Linked DNA regions of Mus musculus: all the other regions are linked to region 3. Evidence: chromatin contacts called from public HiChIP or PLAC-seq and promoter capture Hi-C data. All regions are on one chromosome and are shown on one strand. Each heading gives the region's core, a stretch centred on a gene start, on an enhancer-like site or on the middle of the called end of the contact. The rest is flanking DNA. Distances are from core to core; before and after follow the strand shown.

Region 1 (3,409 bases), core at 443-2,942, 1.0 Mb after region 3:
TCCTCCTCCTTCTTCTCCTCCTCTTCCTCTTCCTCCTTCTCCTCTTTCTCCTCCTCCTCCTCCTTCTTCTCCTCCTCCTCTTCCTCCTTCTCCTCTTTCTCCTCCTCCTCCTCTTCCTCCTCCTCATCCATTTCCTCCTCCCCCCACACACAAAATGTTAACATCTTTAAAGAAAAAATAAGTCCCACTTTCTCCACCTCCCCTTTCATTTCTGTCAATTTTCCTCATATATCTTTCTCAGAAAATATGCATATACCCACTGCAGCATGTCTGCCACAGGACACAGGTATAAGGTGGCACACTGGGGAATTTAAATTTATTTAAGTTGTACAGAGATTTTGAGCAATTACAGACTAAGGCTGTTGGCCATGGGGGAGAAAGGATTGCTGCAGCCCATCCAGCGAAGAGAAGGACCCACAAGGAAAGACCTGACTCTCCTTCCTCCCCATGTGGTTGGCCTGGCCCCTTCATGCCCTGCAGAAGCCCAGAGATTCCCACAACCCTCTACAGGCAGTGATTTGCAGAGAGAGGGAGCTGTGGGGGTAGAAGGCTGGTTCTGGGGCTGCATGGGGGATTTCAAGTCTTTGTTTCAATCAGGAAGACCCGTCCCAAAACTTCCCAGTGTCTCTTTTGCTGTATTTGTAGGTTTTTGTTTTGTTTTGTTTTGTTTTGTTTTTGAGGTGGAGTTTCACTATATTGTCCTCCTGCCTCAGTTTCCTGGGACGCTAGACTAACAACAGGTATGCCACAGGCAAGCACCACTACCCCAGGCCTTTCTGGGGTAAGAAGGGTTTGTGCATGCTGTGGTGGAGGACATCCTGGACAGGGACCTACCACCCAGAGATGCCCCAGCCCATATAAGACCCTCTGAGTCTGGGAATTAGTTTTCTCCTTTCCCCTGGTCTCTGGGATGCAATCTAGGGTCTCTCACATTGCTAGGCAAGTGCTCTGTCATTGAGCTGCAATGCACTCCCTGCTGGTCACTTGGCTAGAGTTCACAGGACAGGGTGTTCCCTAAGGGCCTTTTCAGATCATTGGTTGGTGCTTCCACTGATTAATTCTGCAGAGACCTCCTACCGCATAAATGCTCTCACCTCCACAGAAGCAGCCCCTGGCCACAACTGCAAAGGGGGATCAACCGGTCCTCCCGAAGAAAGCAGCAGAGCCTGTAAATTGAGGCTACTAATTTGGAAGTTATGTCCTCCTGTGCAACTTGGCGCCGGTAGGAAGTATAAGTAACGAACACAGATGAGTTTAGGTAATTTCCTCCTCGACGTGTTGGTGTCCGAGGCGGATACAGCTAGGGCCACCTTACCCTTCGGGTTATACCCGTGACCTTGAGTATGTTTAACCAGCCGAGTGGCTGGACGCTGGCCCTGGCTAGTAAACCACGCCCGCGGCCTACGCACGCTTGTGAAACTTGAAACCCGAAACTGCCCTGCCCCGAGGAGAGGGGGCGGTACCTAAGGAGAGAGGGCGTGACTTGGGGGCGGAGTCATAGATAGGCAGAGCCTAGGTGCCGCGCTTGCGTAAACGCAAACTAAAGAGGTCCTCAAGGGGACGGGGCCTAGAGGGCGTTCACGCACGCGCGTTTTGGCTGTGGGCGGGACCTTGTGCCGGGGGCGGTGCCTCGGGCGGCGCGTGCGCAGGCGCGTGCTGGGCAGTGCGGGCGCGGTGCGGGGGGCGGGGCTCCGCGGCTCGGAGCTGGCCTGTGGCGAGCTGGTGTCTGGCAGGACGCGGGCTGCGGGAGGTCAGTGGCGGTCGCGGGCCGGAGCCGGTCGCCAGCACCATGGAGGACGATGACAGCTATGGTGAGTGGGGCCGGTCCGCTGCCCCTTCGTGAGCTTCCGCCTGCGCCGGTGTCCCTGGGACGGGACGCGGAGCGCCGGGTGGCGGCAGTGCGAGGGCCCGGGGGTGACTGCCCAGACGCTCGAGGGCCTGAGGGTCGCCGGGGCTGAGGGTCGCCTGGACCTTTGGGTCGCCGTGAACTGAGAGTCACCCGGGCCTGAGGGTCGCTGGGAACTGAGTGTCACTCGAGCCTGAGGGTTGCCGGGGCTGTGGGTCACCCAGGCCTGGAGGGTCACGGCAGGGGTCGCCCGAACCTGAGGGCGCCGACGGAGACGGGTGTAAAACCGGGAATTGCTTTCGGGCTCCAGGACCGAGGTTACTCGGGCCTGGGGGTCGCTGGGGCTGAGGTTTGCGAGTCTAGGGGCCCCGGAAGGGGAGTCGCCGGGGTTAGAGGGTCTCCGCGGCGGGGGTTAACCGGAGCGCTGAGGGTCATGAGGATGCTGAGGAGCCCCGGGGTGCCGAGGGGAGTCAGGGCCAGGTGACCGGGGTCGTAGTCTTTAAGACGAGTCGCCTGCTGCTTGTCACCGGGGTGGCAGACGCCGCGAGCGGCCGCGGGACTAACACGCCCGGCCGGCCTGTGTTCCCTAGTAGTTTCCGGCTCTCAGGGGTGTTAGAAGTTATGTGCCCCATCCAGCTCTTTGTTCTGAGATGAACACAAGTGGCCTGACCGGGGCCTCTGAGCCGGGGACGTCGGTCAGGTTCGTGCTACCGTCGCATTGTGAATTAGCTCCTGGTCCCCTGGTCTGTCAGTCAGGGCCTGACCACACCGGGCAAGGGGATCAAGTTTGAGCTGTTGCCTGAAGGTAGCCGGGTAATGACACCAGTCCACATCCTCCACCAGGGCAGAAGCGATTTAGACTCTCCTGGCTAACCTTGCTGCTTGTTGGCGAACAGCCAGGGCTCTGGTCCCTCCGAGGGTGTGCAGTCTCTGGAGTTGTAGAAGGTTATTTGAAATGCTTTACGTGGTTGTTAGCATTGTTTCCAGGAGGAATGGAAGAAGGAATGGCAGGTAGGGCGAGTGGTGACCTTTTACTGGTTTGGCAGGGAAGTATGGCTCAGGAACTTAACAAGCTTATACGGCTTAGTGGAGCCAAACTCCGGTGTGTTGCCTCACAGGTAACTTTGCCTCCTCACACTCTGGTGAGGAATATTAAAGTACCAAGAGGGAAGAGTGTTAGGGCTTTGCAGGGGAGCCCTTAGAGAACCCTGACCCGGTGAAGCCATGAGGATTATGGCTAACAACTCCCAGAGCTTCAGATGTGTGAACACTGACTGTTTCCTTGAATGTTAGAGGTCTGTGCCTTCCTGTTCAGTGGAAGAAGCCGGCTTTTGCTACCTTCCAGGTAAACATGGTGTGTGCCTTCCTTTGTGATAGAAAAGCAGTCACCTGCAGGCAGGCCCCGAGGGATTGCTCGGCCCCCTTGGACCCTCAGGGTTTTTTTCTTCGGTTGGAAACCTTCACTGGCTTTCCCCACTGCTCTTTTCTCTCCCCCTTGTCCTTTGTTGTCCCCTGGGTGCCAGGGTTCTGCCAAGCTTTGTTCTTACCCTCCCCTGGTTATTG
Region 2 (3,052 bases), core at 39-2,538, 1.2 Mb before region 3:
TACACTGACAACCATGGAAATGGCATCCTCCCATGCAAGAAGCAAATAATGTGGAAATGATACTTAGTCCCTATCAGCTGTCAGCTCAAGCTCGGCTTCACTCAGTTCCCACAGACCCTCTGGAGAGAGGTACTACTTGCATCTGCTTTAAAGATAAAGGAGGTAGAGAATGCCCTTTGTCACAGCTTGCTGGGCACTTTAAAATGGCATACCCTGCTGCTTCTCAACAGAGTCCCATCATTTAGAAGTTTTGTCCTTTACCTCTTAGCTGGGTAATGTAATGGGTCCCTTAGCAAGCTCTAGAAGATGAGGGATGATTTCTCCATGTCAAGTGGTACCCCCAGCCAACACCTCTTCACACTCGGATCACCCCTCCCTTACGAAAGTGAGCTATCCCAAGATACACCACCCTTGTTACTCATTCAACAAGTTAGTGGATTCATACCTGACGTGCTGAACCTCCCAGGATATGAGACTAAGGTAAACATCTCATCATCTAAGATTCCCCTTTGAAAACCTTAGCTCAAAAAGGAGCAAGTGAGCAGCCTAGGATGGGGCCTGCTCCTGAACACATTTATTGAGGGAATGGTGCATGCATGTCAAACTCATTTTTCCCTCCTAAAATTTACACTGTCCAGGAACCTCAGATAGTGATATCAACAAGCACCTTCAAAAATGAGAAATACATGTCTTCTCAAACCCCCAGGCACTACCAGAGCGCAAGAGGCTGAGGTCCTAGGAAGCATTCCCCAAGGGGCTCGAAAGGTTTAAGGAAGGCAGTATCGGTTCCACCCTGCGAAAAGGTATCGGGGTCTGAGACCCGCATGAAGCTAAGATCTGAGTCATGACTTCATGACTCAGGACTTTGGCCCAATCGGTTCAGGACCGTCGGACCCGGAGGAAGAGAGGTCCGTCACGGACCCCCAAAGAGCATTCGTCACTGGAACCCCAGGACTCAGTGTACAGCCCGGGCGGCCACACCCGAGGCCCGGGAACCGTGCAGTGCTCCCCGGAGGCCGACGGCCGGTCTAGGTGGCCGGCCCGCTCTCCTGAGACCTACGGAGGCAGCATCTGGCCGGTGCGCGCGAGGGAGCTGACTTGGAGCTGACGGGCGGACGCGTTACCTAGGAGACGCTCGAAGGTGCCGCTGCCTCGCCCCATGGCGACCCCACTCCGGACCGACGCTGCAGTCGCTCCCTCTTTCGGAGCTGACGCGCCCCCCAACTTCCGCTTCCGCCTTTCTTTTTCTGCTCGCGCACGCGCAACGCCTCCGCGCCGCCCCGAGTCCTGCTCCATGGCGAGACTTGCGCTTACACACTGACTCTGAGCGTCCATTGGACCGCTCAGTCCATTGGGACTAACCAATGAGCAGCCTGGACGAGCGGTCTATCCAATGAAAGCTAAGCGGAGGCGGGCCTCATTGCGTGGTAGCTCGGAGGTACAAGCGCGTTATCCGAGGAAGGGATGTGTCTCCTGCTTGGAGCTGCTGGGGTCGGGAAGACCCTGCTGGTGAAACGCCTTCAGAATATCCTTCCGCGCCGAGTGGGCAGGCAGGGAGTCCCAGGCAGGGTGGGGAGGGAGCACACCGGGGTCGCTCATCACGGGAACTCCTCCCTCTGCCACGCCATGGCCCTTGACCGCCGGGACAGCTGAGCTCCGGAGATGGCAAAGGCGACCTGGGAGAGCCCCCACCGACGCGGCCCACGGTAGGTGTCGGCCTCTCTCAGGTCATGCATGCCCTTTGAGGCTTGCAAAGGTCCTCAGACCTCTTCTAATGGAAGCCGCGGTGCCTGTGGTCAGTAGGTTGGGTACTGTCTGCGGCAGAGGAACTCCCATCACTAGACTTCTGAGTGTGGAGAACCCGAAGCCCGTCTTCCGGTGGGCACCTTTCTCTCCCATCCCTAGAAATTCATTCCCTCGTCACTCTCAAGGCCCATCTCTATGGTTGACGTTGGCCTGGAGCCCCCAGAGAGCTGCATTTCTTGGTGGCGAGAGCAGAGGGCTTGAGCAGTTGTCACTGGCTGTGGATGCTTAGCTCCCTCATGGCGGTGCTGCCATCCAGAAGCTCACCACAGCACACCGCTTGCGCTGGTCTCAGTGCATCGTGGTTTTTTCCATAGGTGGGCACCAACCTTACAGACATTGTGGCCCACAGGAAGATCACCATCCGAGAGCTCGGGGGATGCATGAGCCCCATCTGGTCCAGTTACTATGGAAACTGCCATTCGCTCTTGGTGAGTTAATACTTCAAGCTTCTTTGGAGGTCAGTTTTGTCTGACTCCCTGAACCATCAAGTATTGGCCCTGCTTTTCATGGGATCGGGTTTGGGGGTCTTTGATGACTGTGCATTGGTCTGATTTCCTGAGCAGGGCTCAGATTCTAGGAGGCTTGTTGAAGGCACAGCATGTTCTATGCCTTGATACCTGAATACGACCAACACTTTACATCCCTCTTGTTGGTCCTATCTGTAGAAGGAAGGGGCATCAAATTCTGGGATGAAGAGCTGATGGCCACAGTAGACTTAATTTTACTTAAAGACACCAGTGACAGTCATCCTCGTACAACTCCCCCTTGGCTATTTCCAAAACCTGTTGTTTAAAAGCCAATCTGGGGCTGGATATGTAGCTCAGGAGAGTGCTTGCCCTAGCTACACTTGAAGCCCTAGGTTCAAACTCCTGCATCATAAATTTAAATCCACTTAAAAAGTTGTCTGTGTGCTTTTGTGAAATGACCAGACAGGGCTCTGGTCAGGACTATCTTCTGTAGCATGTTTTCCTTTTCTCCCTAGTTCATGATGGATGCTTCTAACCCCACCCAGCTCTCTGCATCCTGCATGCAGCTCCTGGGTCTCCTTTCTGCAGAAGAACTTGAAAAAGCCTCCGTCCTCATACTCTTCAATAAAATGTATGGGTCTAAGGGCTGGGCAGGATGAAGGGCAAGGTATCCCAAGGGGTTGCTCTACTTGAGTACAGCCAAGACCATAGGGTCTGCAGCGGGGAGGTGCAGCTGTGGGTAGAACAACTTTGTGGCGAGCACCACTTTGACGAAGTGC
Region 3 (3,264 bases), core at 252-2,751:
CCAGGAGGGGGTTGTTAACTATGACCCGGCTGGGGCTCTGCCACGCCTAGATGCCAGTAAGCCCCAGGTTGCCGCCATACCTCTCTGATGGACTGCCTATAGACCATGGTGGTTCCGAGGACCCCTACACCATGCACCAAGTTTGGCAATTCACTAGACTATCTCACAGAACTCAGAAAAGCACTTCACTTATATTTACTGGTTGGTTGGTTTTGAAAGCTGTAACTCAAGAACAGCCAGAATGAAGAAATGGGTGGAGAACGGTTGGGAGTGGCTCCCAGGCTCCCAACACTCAAATGTGTTGATCAACTGGGATGGTCTCTGAACCCACGTGGCTGCCATGTTGAGACAGGGTCTGCAGTAGCCCAGGCTTGCCTTAACTTGCTATGAAGCCAGGGATGGCTTGGGTCCCTGCCACCATCTCCTACACGCTGGGCTTTCTGGCATTGGAGACCACAGCCAGCTCTGTTCAGTTCTGTGGGCCTTCGGTTACGTAGGCATGACTGAAATCCGTTACCATGGTGAGTGATTCTCCAGCATCTTGAGGGAGTTGGAGTGCTTGCGTAGGCTGCAGTTTCCTACCCTCCAATCACGCCTTGGTCTTTCAGGTGCCCAGCGGCCATAATGAGCCACCATAATGAGCCACAGAAAGATCCAGTGTGTGGATCTGGCTCGAAGACCAGAGACCCATTTTGTCTTTACTGCCGAGTAAGGCCCAGCTCCACCTGGCCCTTCCAGACGTAAGTGACACTGACCATGATTCAGCATCTAAGGACACTCGCAGGCTCAAATTCTGCGGGGCAGGGTGGGAATCTGCATTTTCCAGGACCCTCCAAGGAGGCCGCAGGGCGCAACTCAGAAACACACGCATTAGAACAAAGTCCCAGAAACTGGGAGCAGGCAGCTGAGGCCCGTTCTCTCAGCCACAATTTAGAGAAAAAAACATGGGAAGGAACTGAACTCAGAGGCCACGGCTGACCTGGTGACCTCAAGCTTGCTTTCTGGAAAGCAGCTGGATCGCTGCGTCACCAGGCACAGGCGTGTCCAAATCCAACCTGTCAGACACGGGAGGTCAAAGTGAAGGTTCTCGGTTTCTCTGTGCCTCAGTTTCCCCCTGCGTCACATACACACAGAGCTTTGCCCGCCTGGTACTGCGGGCACGAACTAGAATCCCGGACTTTACCGGAGCCTGCTGTCTTACTAAGGTCACCGTCCGTGGCTGCCTGGGTCGGGGGTCTCACCTATGCCGCGTGTCTCTGCTCGATTCTCCAAAGCAGGAACTCGCTGACAGTCGGCCCTGCCTGCCTGGAGGAGGCCGCTCCTCCGGAGGCTCTGGGGCCGGAGACAGCCTTCACCAGCTCGCCCAGCTCACCTGCGCAATCACCCTCCAGGCCGAAGACCCCCAGGCTCAGCGGGCAGCGTGGGTCACGTGGTCTGTGGGCGGGGCTCGTCCGCGCGGACCTCGTCACACGACCTCCTGCGTAGGCGGCGGAGTCCGTGTGAGTGTTATCGCTGCGCCCCCTAGTGGCTGAGGGCGACAGTGAGCGCAGGTGTTGGAATGGCAGCCATAGGACGTCATCGCGTTGCAAAAGCTCCAGTAGATTAAACCAGCCCAGACCTGGAGTCAGAGTCAAACACGTGATCGCACAGAAAACCTACGATGGTGAAACAGTAAATGATCCGGGGCATTTGATATAAGTATGATGCAGGTCATACATTGAGCCAGAAGCCCGGGGTAGTAGTGCAGGCATGTGATCCCAGCACTCGGGAAGCAGCAGCAAGAAAGATTGACAATTTGAGGCCAGCATACGACACCTGGTGAAACTCTGTTTCAAAAACCAAAGTTGGCAGGCCGGATGTAGATAGGGGTAGAGCACTGGCCTACCATGTGCAAGGCCCTGACTCTCCTGTACTGCTGGGACCACTGGGGGGTGGAGGGGCATTTGTGCCTCTGGCTGTCAAACTTTTGAAACAATGTACACCAAGAAATTCAACGCCCCCCTCCCCATCCCATGCTGGGAGAGGAGAAAGGCCTGAGAAGACGGTGTCCTCAGCTCTGGCAGCTTGTCGGAGCACAGTGTGTGCAGGCAGGATAATGAGAGCCAAGAGGACTGGCCAGCGAGGGAAGGTGGATGGACTCTGGCCAGCTTGAATGTGCTGAGCTTGGCTCTGGCAATCTTTCCCTTGTGCCCATTCCCTCTGCCTTGCTAAAGAAAAACAAAACAAAACAAAACAAACAAACATTAGATTACATTCCTAAAGCTAGCCATCAAGGTCTCTTCCCTTATTTGGCCACTTCCTCCGCCTAAGGCTGACTGCCAGGGGCCAGCTGTTAAAGTATTGAAGTCCAGCAATCCGAAGCCCCCTTTGGTTCATGTAATTAATACACCAAACCAAACCTTACCACCGCATGCTAGCCCATCCTAACACAGGCCTCCCCTTCTCTCTTCTTTTTTTTTTTTTTTTTTTTTTGTGTGGTTTTTTGAGACAGGGTTTCTCTGTGTAGACCAGGCTGGCCTCGAACTCAGAAATCCGCCTGCCTCTGCCTCCCGGGTGCTGGGATTAAAGGCGTGCGCCACCACGCCCGGCCCCTTCTCTCTTCTTAAAAATGACACCAGCAGCCAACAATGGCAGCACACGCCTTTGATCCCAGCACTGTGAGGCAGAAGCAAGTGGAGCTCTGATTTTCAGGACAGCCTGGTGTACATACAGAGTGAGTTCCAGGATAGCCAACGGTACACAGAGACCCTGTCTTGGGCCCGCCCATCCCCCCTTACACCTGCCGAGTCATTTGCTGCTGTTCTTCACCTTTGTTCCTGGTGGCTTGTGCCTATTCTGGGGTCCGACAGGGAAACCCCTGCTCTGCAGAGGTCTCCTAACAGACAGGAGCGTCCCGTGACCAAGCATGCTTGGCTACACAGCTCTTCTGCCCTATTCAGAGTTAGAGCTCACACCAGGACACACCCCCGCCCCCAATTTGTTCCATTCCCATCTGTTTTACCTCCCAAAGTGGCCACACCAACTAAACCCCCTTTCTCTGCTGTTCACTGTTGTCTCTTTAATTGGTACTGGAGACAGGCGGCTGAGCCTAGTTCCCTAGGGCTGTCAGACGATCAGAAAACTCTAAAACAAGCCCAGCCAGAGCTTACAGGTGCACTACTGAAACAGCTGCTGCTTTCACCTTCCTTCCTTCCTTCCTTTCTTCCTTCCTTCCTTCCTTCCTTCCTTCCTTCCTTCCTTCCTTCCTTCCATCCTCCCTCCCCC
Region 4 (2,983 bases), core at 269-2,768, 1.1 Mb before region 3:
CCTTCTGCACACAAGCAGACAAAGGCGTCTTAAGAGAAGGCTCGGATTTGAGGGCCAGGCCCCCGGCAGTACTTCTTGGGTAGCCATGGGCGTGTCAGAGGTGTGAGTGCTCACCGAAACCTTCCACTTTCCCCACGACTCTCACCCCCACCTACAAGTGTTAGTTAGCTGTTAGCTCCTGTAGGCTCATGGTGGGGTCCTGGAGGTCCAGCCCTGCATCCCCCTCATGGGTGGTGCTCCCATTTGACAGGCACCTCTGTACAACCACAGGGCCAGCGCCCTTCTTTCTAGGCCTGATGTTGCACAAAAGGTGACTGAGTGTTGGCACGGGTTTATGGCCAGCAGGTAAGCAGGGCAGGCTGCTTGGTCCCCCTGGGTCTTGTGTTCATGTCTCAGATGGGGAGCTGACCTTGCAGGGCTGCCTGAGAGCGCCTGTGCATAGGGTGGGAGTGGCACCCCGTACCTGCTCGAATCAAGCTCTGTGCCCTGTGACCTTGGAGTCCCTCACCTCACTGCTACCCTCCGCTTCATTCCACAATGAACCATTCCAGAAGCTTACAAATAAAACCCGGTTAACTCCCGTGCCAGCTTTCTCTTCAGGCACCATCTAGGACGGCAGCGCCACGACCCTGCTAAGGGTGACAAGTTTCCAAACAGCCGGGAGAAGGGCAGCGAGGCCGGCCCGCCCCCCACGCCTGTCCGGAGGGGACTAAGGCCTAAGCATTCTGTGCCCAAAACCAGTTTGACCCGGACTTCATAATCAGTGGAGAGGAGTCTCGCCAGCTGACCCACGCGGGGGGCGGGGCTGGACCATCCTGAAAGTCGGGAGACTTCCCCTGCCTCAGTTTCCCTACAATGTGTCCCGCAAAGCCAGCATAACACAATGCCCACTCACACCACCACCACCACCTTCTTTGATGCCCAGGGACACCCAACCCCGTGACGACCCCTCCTCCAATAAAGGGACATGGCTGAAGTGGAAGAACTGGTGACCCTCTCCCACGTGACTGGGATGTGATGGCCGCTCCCCGGACCCCCGGGAATCCCTCCAGCCCGTCCCCAGCCAGGCACACACGGACCCTGTAGAGAAAGGTCCTGGGGGGTGTGCGGGGCACAGGATTCACATAGGGGCGGGGGCCACGGGACTCACCCCAGATCGGGGCGCGGCCCGCCCCGGGCTTGGCAGTTTCGGGGCGCAGCCCGGGCCCTCCCTGCTACGCGGCAGTCCCGGGGCAGGGCAGGGCCGATCGCACGCACGCCACTCGCCGAGACCCCCGCGAGCAAGAACCGGGCCTCCCGGGGTCGCGAGCGCGCGGGGGCGGCGCGGGCGGGGCCGTTGGCGGCGGCGCGGGCCAGGGGCGGGCGGGCCCGGGCCCCACGTGTCCCTGGCGGGCGGGCCAATAGGCGCCCGGCTTTTGGAAAGATCGCCATATATGGACATGTTCTGGGGCCGCGCGCGCCCCCGCCCGCGCGCGCGGCCCGCTCCCGCTTAAATAGCGGCGGGGGAGGCCGCGGTCGGTCTCACACTCCGCCGCCGGCTTACACTGCGCTTCTTGCCGCTCCTCCGTCGCCGCCGCGTCCTTCGCCGGTAAGCTGCCGCTCCCCGGGCTTGGCCCAGTGACTTCCTGTGGCCCTTTCTTCCCGCTCACCCTGCCTGCCGCACCGCTGCGGAGCGGAGCGGAGCGCAGGGCGCCTGACGGGTGGGCCTGGGTCTGCAGCCGCGGCTGGGGGCAGGGCGGGGCCCGACGCAATGCGCAGCCCCTCCTCGCCGCGGCGGAACGGGGCGCTGCCGGTAGCCGACGGTTACGCCGCCCGGGGTGGGGACTGCACTCCTCCGGGGTGGCTCGGCCCTGGCCGAGGACATTTTCTGAGTTCGGTGAGGGCTGCGCTAATTCCGGGGCTTCTTCCTGCGCAGATCGCAATGGAAGAAGAAATCGCCGCACTCGTCATTGACAATGGCTCCGGCATGTGCAAAGCCGGCTTTGCTGGCGACGACGCCCCCAGGGCCGTGTTCCCTTCCATCGTAGGGCGCCCCCGACACCAGGTTAGTTGAGAGGAGTGGCCTCCCTTGTGTTCTCTCTGGGCCCGGGTCGCGCGGTGGGTGGGGCGAGTCTGACCGCGGCCTTTTCTCTCGCAGGGCGTCATGGTGGGCATGGGCCAGAAAGACTCATACGTGGGTGACGAGGCCCAGAGCAAGAGGGGTATCCTGACCCTGAAGTACCCTATCGAACACGGCATTGTCACTAACTGGGACGACATGGAGAAGATCTGGCACCACACCTTCTACAATGAGCTGCGTGTGGCTCCTGAGGAGCACCCGGTGCTTCTGACCGAGGCCCCCCTGAACCCCAAAGCTAACAGAGAGAAGATGACGCAGGTATGCTTGAGCCGGGACCTTGCCTCCCCTTGGGCGTGACGAGTCATTTTGTGTTGTGCCTCATTTCCTGACATTCAAGCGTTTCTTTGGTGTTTCTAGGGTTCTGTTCCTCTTCTCCTGGCATTTCCTCCCTGAAGCCTCCAGGTTTCTGTTTGCGTTTCTGCTTGCGTTCTGTTCTTTTTTTCTTCACACATCACATTTGTGGCATGCAGCATGCAGAGTGTGGGTGTGGGAGGCTCAGGGCCCCTGCTACTCACTCACTCAGGTGTTCTTTGTCTTTCCACAGATAATGTTTGAAACCTTCAATACCCCAGCCATGTACGTGGCCATTCAGGCGGTGCTGTCCTTGTATGCATCTGGGCGCACCACTGGCATTGTCATGGACTCTGGTGACGGGGTCACACACACAGTGCCCATCTATGAGGGCTACGCCCTTCCCCACGCCATCTTGCGTCTGGACCTGGCTGGCCGGGACCTGACAGACTACCTCATGAAGATCCTGACTGAACGGGGCTACAGCTTTACCACCACTGCTGAGAGGGAAATTGTTCGTGACATAAAGGAGAAGCTGTGCTATGTTGCCCTGGATTTTGAGCAAGAAATGGC
Region 5 (3,245 bases), core at 263-2,762, 1.3 Mb before region 3:
AGATCTGCCTGCCTCTGCTTTCTGAGTGCTGGGATTAAATAAAGGTGTGCAACACTGTGCCTGGCTGCTCTTGATACTTTTCAATGTGACTGTTTGGGTAATAGGATAAGGTCATATTGTAGTGCACTGTGCCCTAAATCTTTGTAAGAACATTTATGCCTTTGTAAGGAGCTATCTGAGCCAGATGTGACAGCACAGGCCTGTAATTCTAGCACAATTTTGAGGAGCCTGAGGGAGAATTCTGAGTTCAGGACTGGCCAACCTGGAAAACAACTACCTTCCCTGGGGGTGGGGGGAAATAAAAAAAGTAATGGGGTAACTGACTGTGGTAGTGCACCCTCGTAAACTCGCAGGTGGTAACTGAGGGCAGGATGCTCAGGAGTTTGCCTGAGTTACAAAGAAAAGTGTATGTGTGGGGGCATAGGATTTGGACACAGGCGTAGACAGCAGCGTTAGATATGAATGGAGGGATTGTGTGATACTTTTAGAAGCCAAAGAACACCAAGGACTGAGGCTGGTAAACTCTGGTAAGCTTGGTGCAAAGGCTCCCTCAGAACCTCAGAAGGAGCCCTTCCTGGTATGAGGCTGCCAGCCACTGCAACCATGAGGGTTTAAGTTCTGGCTTAACCCAATCTGCAGAGTCCACCATTAGCATTCAGGGATGCAGGGGAAGCTGTTGAGTTGGGAGCTATCTGTAGCTCCACAGCCAAGCTTCTGGGCTCCTCTGGCCCAACTCTGTTCTTGCATTCTGTCTACCTGGTAGTCTCATACCCCCAAGCCAAGCATCGCCTGACACCACAGTTGAACCTGTTGTAAAAGCAAGACAGCTGGCAAAGAAGCTGCAGGAAGCTTTGTATGGGGTCCTTCCCTTTCTTCACCCATAATGGAAACCATCCCCTGACTCTTAGGATCAGACTGGATATCTTCAACATGAGTCCATAGGCTGTCCAGAAAACAGAGGCAGTATGTGTGTGTGCTGGGTGAGTCCCATAGGACTAGTAGTGTTGATCTGTCTGTAGAGTTGAGATGTCAGTATGATGCACCCTAAAGGCAGTTTTGGGAATCTACTCTTGGAGAGGTGAGAGTGACACATTGGGAAATGGACAGGGCTGTGACCTCCTAAATGACAATGGATTGGTGCTCTTCAGATGGGGAGGGAGCTCAGCTCCCAGTAGGTAGACAGGTGATCCATCATCCTTTAAGCTTAGACCCTCTTGATGCCCTTGAGCTCACATCCACAGCTTTCTTCATGGACTCTCTCCTAGTCCTTCTGTCCTCTATAAGGCACCTTCTAGGTCCAGCTGCGGAGAGGGAGTAGTAGCCAGGAAGGATCTGACCCCTTTGGCCGGACATAGTGACAGGTGTGCTGAAAGATGAGCCACTAAACATGATCCTGTGCTCAGGGAGCGCGGAGCAGCTCAGTTTCAGCCCCTCGCGTCTGCAAGCATGACTGCGTGGCTTTATATAGCCTCGCAAGCCCTTTATAAGCTGGAATCGAGGTTCTGTCGAGCAGGAGAGCTTACACAGATCTGGTCTGGTAGGGACACTTTCTCACTCATACCCACAGAGATAGCCCACCTCAATCCCAGGATGCCCAGCCGAACGGTCCGCTATGCTCGCTACAGCCCCCGACAGCGGAGGCGGCGGATGTTGGCCGATCGGAGCGTGCGCTTCCCTAACGATGTTCTCTTCTTGGACCACATTCGACAAGGCGACCTGGAGCAGGTGGGACGCTTTATCCGGGCTCGGAAAGTCTCCCTAGACACTATCCATCCCTCAGGTGAGTAGATAACTGAGAGTCTGGCCTTCTGTCCATAAGGAGGCAGGGGAGATCCTCTTCTGAGGGTTACAGCTTTGACCCTGTGTTCCCACCCTGCCCAGGACTGGCTGCTCTGCATGAAGCTGTGCTCTCTGGAAACCTAGAGTGTGTGAAGTTGCTAGTCAAATACGGGGCTGACATTCACCAGCGGGATGAGACAGGCTGGACACCACTGCACATCGCTTGCAGTGATGGGTACCCTGACATAGCCAGGTGAGACTATGGAATGTGGTTCAGAGGTTTCATCCTAATCTCTCCAGGTGGACCCCCCCAAAATATGGCTCTGAGGATGTAGGCATCAACTCAGGGATTCTGGCAGTTTCTACCCGATTGCAACATTAGAGCAAGCCGGAAAATCTGGCCACAGCTTCCAAGGGGTCAGGTTTCTTCCTCCTCACTCTGCCTGGAAAAAACAAACAGGTGACCCCAATATTCTAGCCTTTTGGCCCCGGAGTGGGCTGAGTAGGCTTTAACCACCTGCCCTTCACACCTCAGGTATCTCATCTCTTTGGGGGCAGACAGAGATGCAGCCAATGATGATGGCGATCTGCCCTCCGACCTTATTGACCCGGACTTCAAAGACTTGGTGGAACTCTTCAAAGGAACCAGCATGGACTGAGCCAGGAGAGCCCTTTGGGGCTTGCGCCTCCTTGGAGAAGTGGCAAGCACCTTGCCCCAAGGACTAGAGTGCCCACTGGATGTGCAGTGAGGCAGCCAGGCTGGTTAGGACTTGTGGGGAACGACCCTCTTGCCCCTATACCCATTTCTCTGGCCTGGCTTTTTCTCCAGGTTTGTTTGTTTTTTAATGGTGATACTTTTTACTTTTTCAATAAACATAATTCCCAAGCTGTGATGATGACTTGATTAGCGCAGTCCAGTACAAAACCATCGCCAGGTACGCGGGGGCTCGCTGGCAGCGCAGGGCCGGGGAAATGCGTGTCCGGGGCCGGTGCGCCGATGTTCTTGTTCAGAGATGCCCGGCAACCCCTCCCTTCCCCCGACACCCACCCGTGTTTCCGGGACGACCTCGCGCGCCTCCGACCTCGCCGCACTCCGTTCGCCAGCGATCACGTGGCCCGCGCCGTTTGCGCCTGCGCGCCGCGTCACTTCCGGCCGGCCCACTGGAAGCGGCGGCGGCGGCGGCAGCGGCGGCGGCGAGGAGGGCGAGGTGAGGAAGGCGCGGCGCGGAGGCACGGCGGGGCGGGGCGCTGCAGGCTCCGTGGGACCTTGGCCGCCCCGCCCCGCCCCGCCCTGGTGTCGCTGGGTCGCCTGGCCTGAGCGGGGAGAGACAAGGCCGGTGTCTCCACGGAGTGCGGACGTGGCGGCCGCCCCCCCACCTCCCCGGGAACCGACGCCCGCGGTCCCGGGGCAGCCTCTGAGGGCGCTCCCTGCTTTTGAGCTGCGCAGGCCAGCCTCCCCAAACCGC

Evidence for each region. Promoter capture Hi-C pulls out the DNA fragments that hold promoters and counts their contacts. HiChIP or PLAC-seq counts read pairs in DNA pulled down with a chosen protein or histone mark.
Region 1: a promoter capture Hi-C map of embryonic stem cells shows a contact between it and region 3, with 2.4 times the contacts expected there. The contact joins the promoter of Cyth1 here to the promoter of Gaa in region 3. A contact is called at or near these places in 3 of 39 promoter capture datasets (embryonic stem cells, liver and stem cell-derived epiblast-like cells).
Region 2: a contact with region 3 is called in a FOXA1 HiChIP or PLAC-seq map of pancreatic cancer cells. The contact joins the promoter of Arl16 here to the promoter of Gaa in region 3. A contact is called at or near these places in 1 of 39 promoter capture datasets (liver) and 1 of 115 datasets of contacts at active chromatin or transcription factors (pancreatic cancer cells).
Region 4: a promoter capture Hi-C map of liver shows a contact between it and region 3, with 5 times the contacts expected there. The contact joins the promoter of Actg1 here to the promoter of Gaa in region 3. A contact is called at or near these places in 3 of 39 promoter capture datasets (liver and stem cell-derived epiblast-like cells) and 4 of 115 datasets of contacts at active chromatin or transcription factors (bone marrow-derived dendritic cells, large pre-B cells, pancreatic cancer cells and 1 more).
Region 5: a promoter capture Hi-C map of the C10 cell line shows a contact between it and region 3, with 4 times the contacts expected there. The contact joins the promoter of Ppp1r27 here to the promoter of Gaa in region 3.

Annotation. Positions count from the first base shown.
Region 1 is chr11:118,246,841-118,250,249 of GRCm38.p6, reverse strand. Cyth1 (cytohesin 1) reads left to right here and starts at 1,692. Exons shown (of 14, transcript NM_011180.4): 1 at 1,692-1,811. The coding sequence starts at 1,790.
Region 2 is chr11:120,465,836-120,468,887 of GRCm38.p6, reverse strand. Arl16 (ADP-ribosylation factor-like 16) reads left to right here and starts at 1,288. Exons shown (of 5, transcript NM_197995.2): 1 at 1,288-1,525; 2 at 1,648-1,706; 3 at 2,121-2,234; 4 at 2,789-2,904. The coding sequence starts at 1,465. It overlaps Hgs (HGF-regulated tyrosine kinase substrate), which reads right to left and starts at 1,253. Exons shown (of 22, transcript NM_008244.3): 1 at 1,125-1,253. The coding sequence starts at 1,161.
Region 3 is chr11:119,266,200-119,269,463 of GRCm38.p6, reverse strand. Gaa (glucosidase, alpha, acid) reads right to left here and starts at 1,501. Exons shown (of 20, transcript NM_008064.4): 1 at 1,242-1,501.
Region 4 is chr11:120,347,030-120,350,012 of GRCm38.p6, reverse strand. Actg1 (actin, gamma, cytoplasmic 1) reads left to right here and starts at 1,518. Exons shown (of 6, transcript NM_009609.3): 1 at 1,518-1,588; 2 at 1,916-2,044; 3 at 2,138-2,377; 4 at 2,664-2,983. The coding sequence starts at 1,922. It overlaps Mir6935 (microRNA 6935), which reads left to right and starts at 2,600; the gene lies at 2,600-2,663. 0610009L18Rik (RIKEN cDNA 0610009L18 gene) reads right to left here and starts at 1,335. Exons shown (of 2, transcript NR_038126.1): 1 at 1,151-1,335.
Region 5 is chr11:120,549,399-120,552,643 of GRCm38.p6, reverse strand. It overlaps Ppp1r27 (protein phosphatase 1, regulatory subunit 27), which reads left to right and starts at 1,512. Exons shown (of 3, transcript NM_026814.3): 1 at 1,512-1,780; 2 at 1,882-2,032; 3 at 2,315-2,669. The coding sequence starts at 1,591. The coding sequence ends at 2,438. It overlaps Mcrip1 (MAPK regulated corepressor interacting protein 1), which reads left to right and starts at 2,917. Exons shown (of 5, transcript NM_001033231.4): 1 at 2,917-2,987.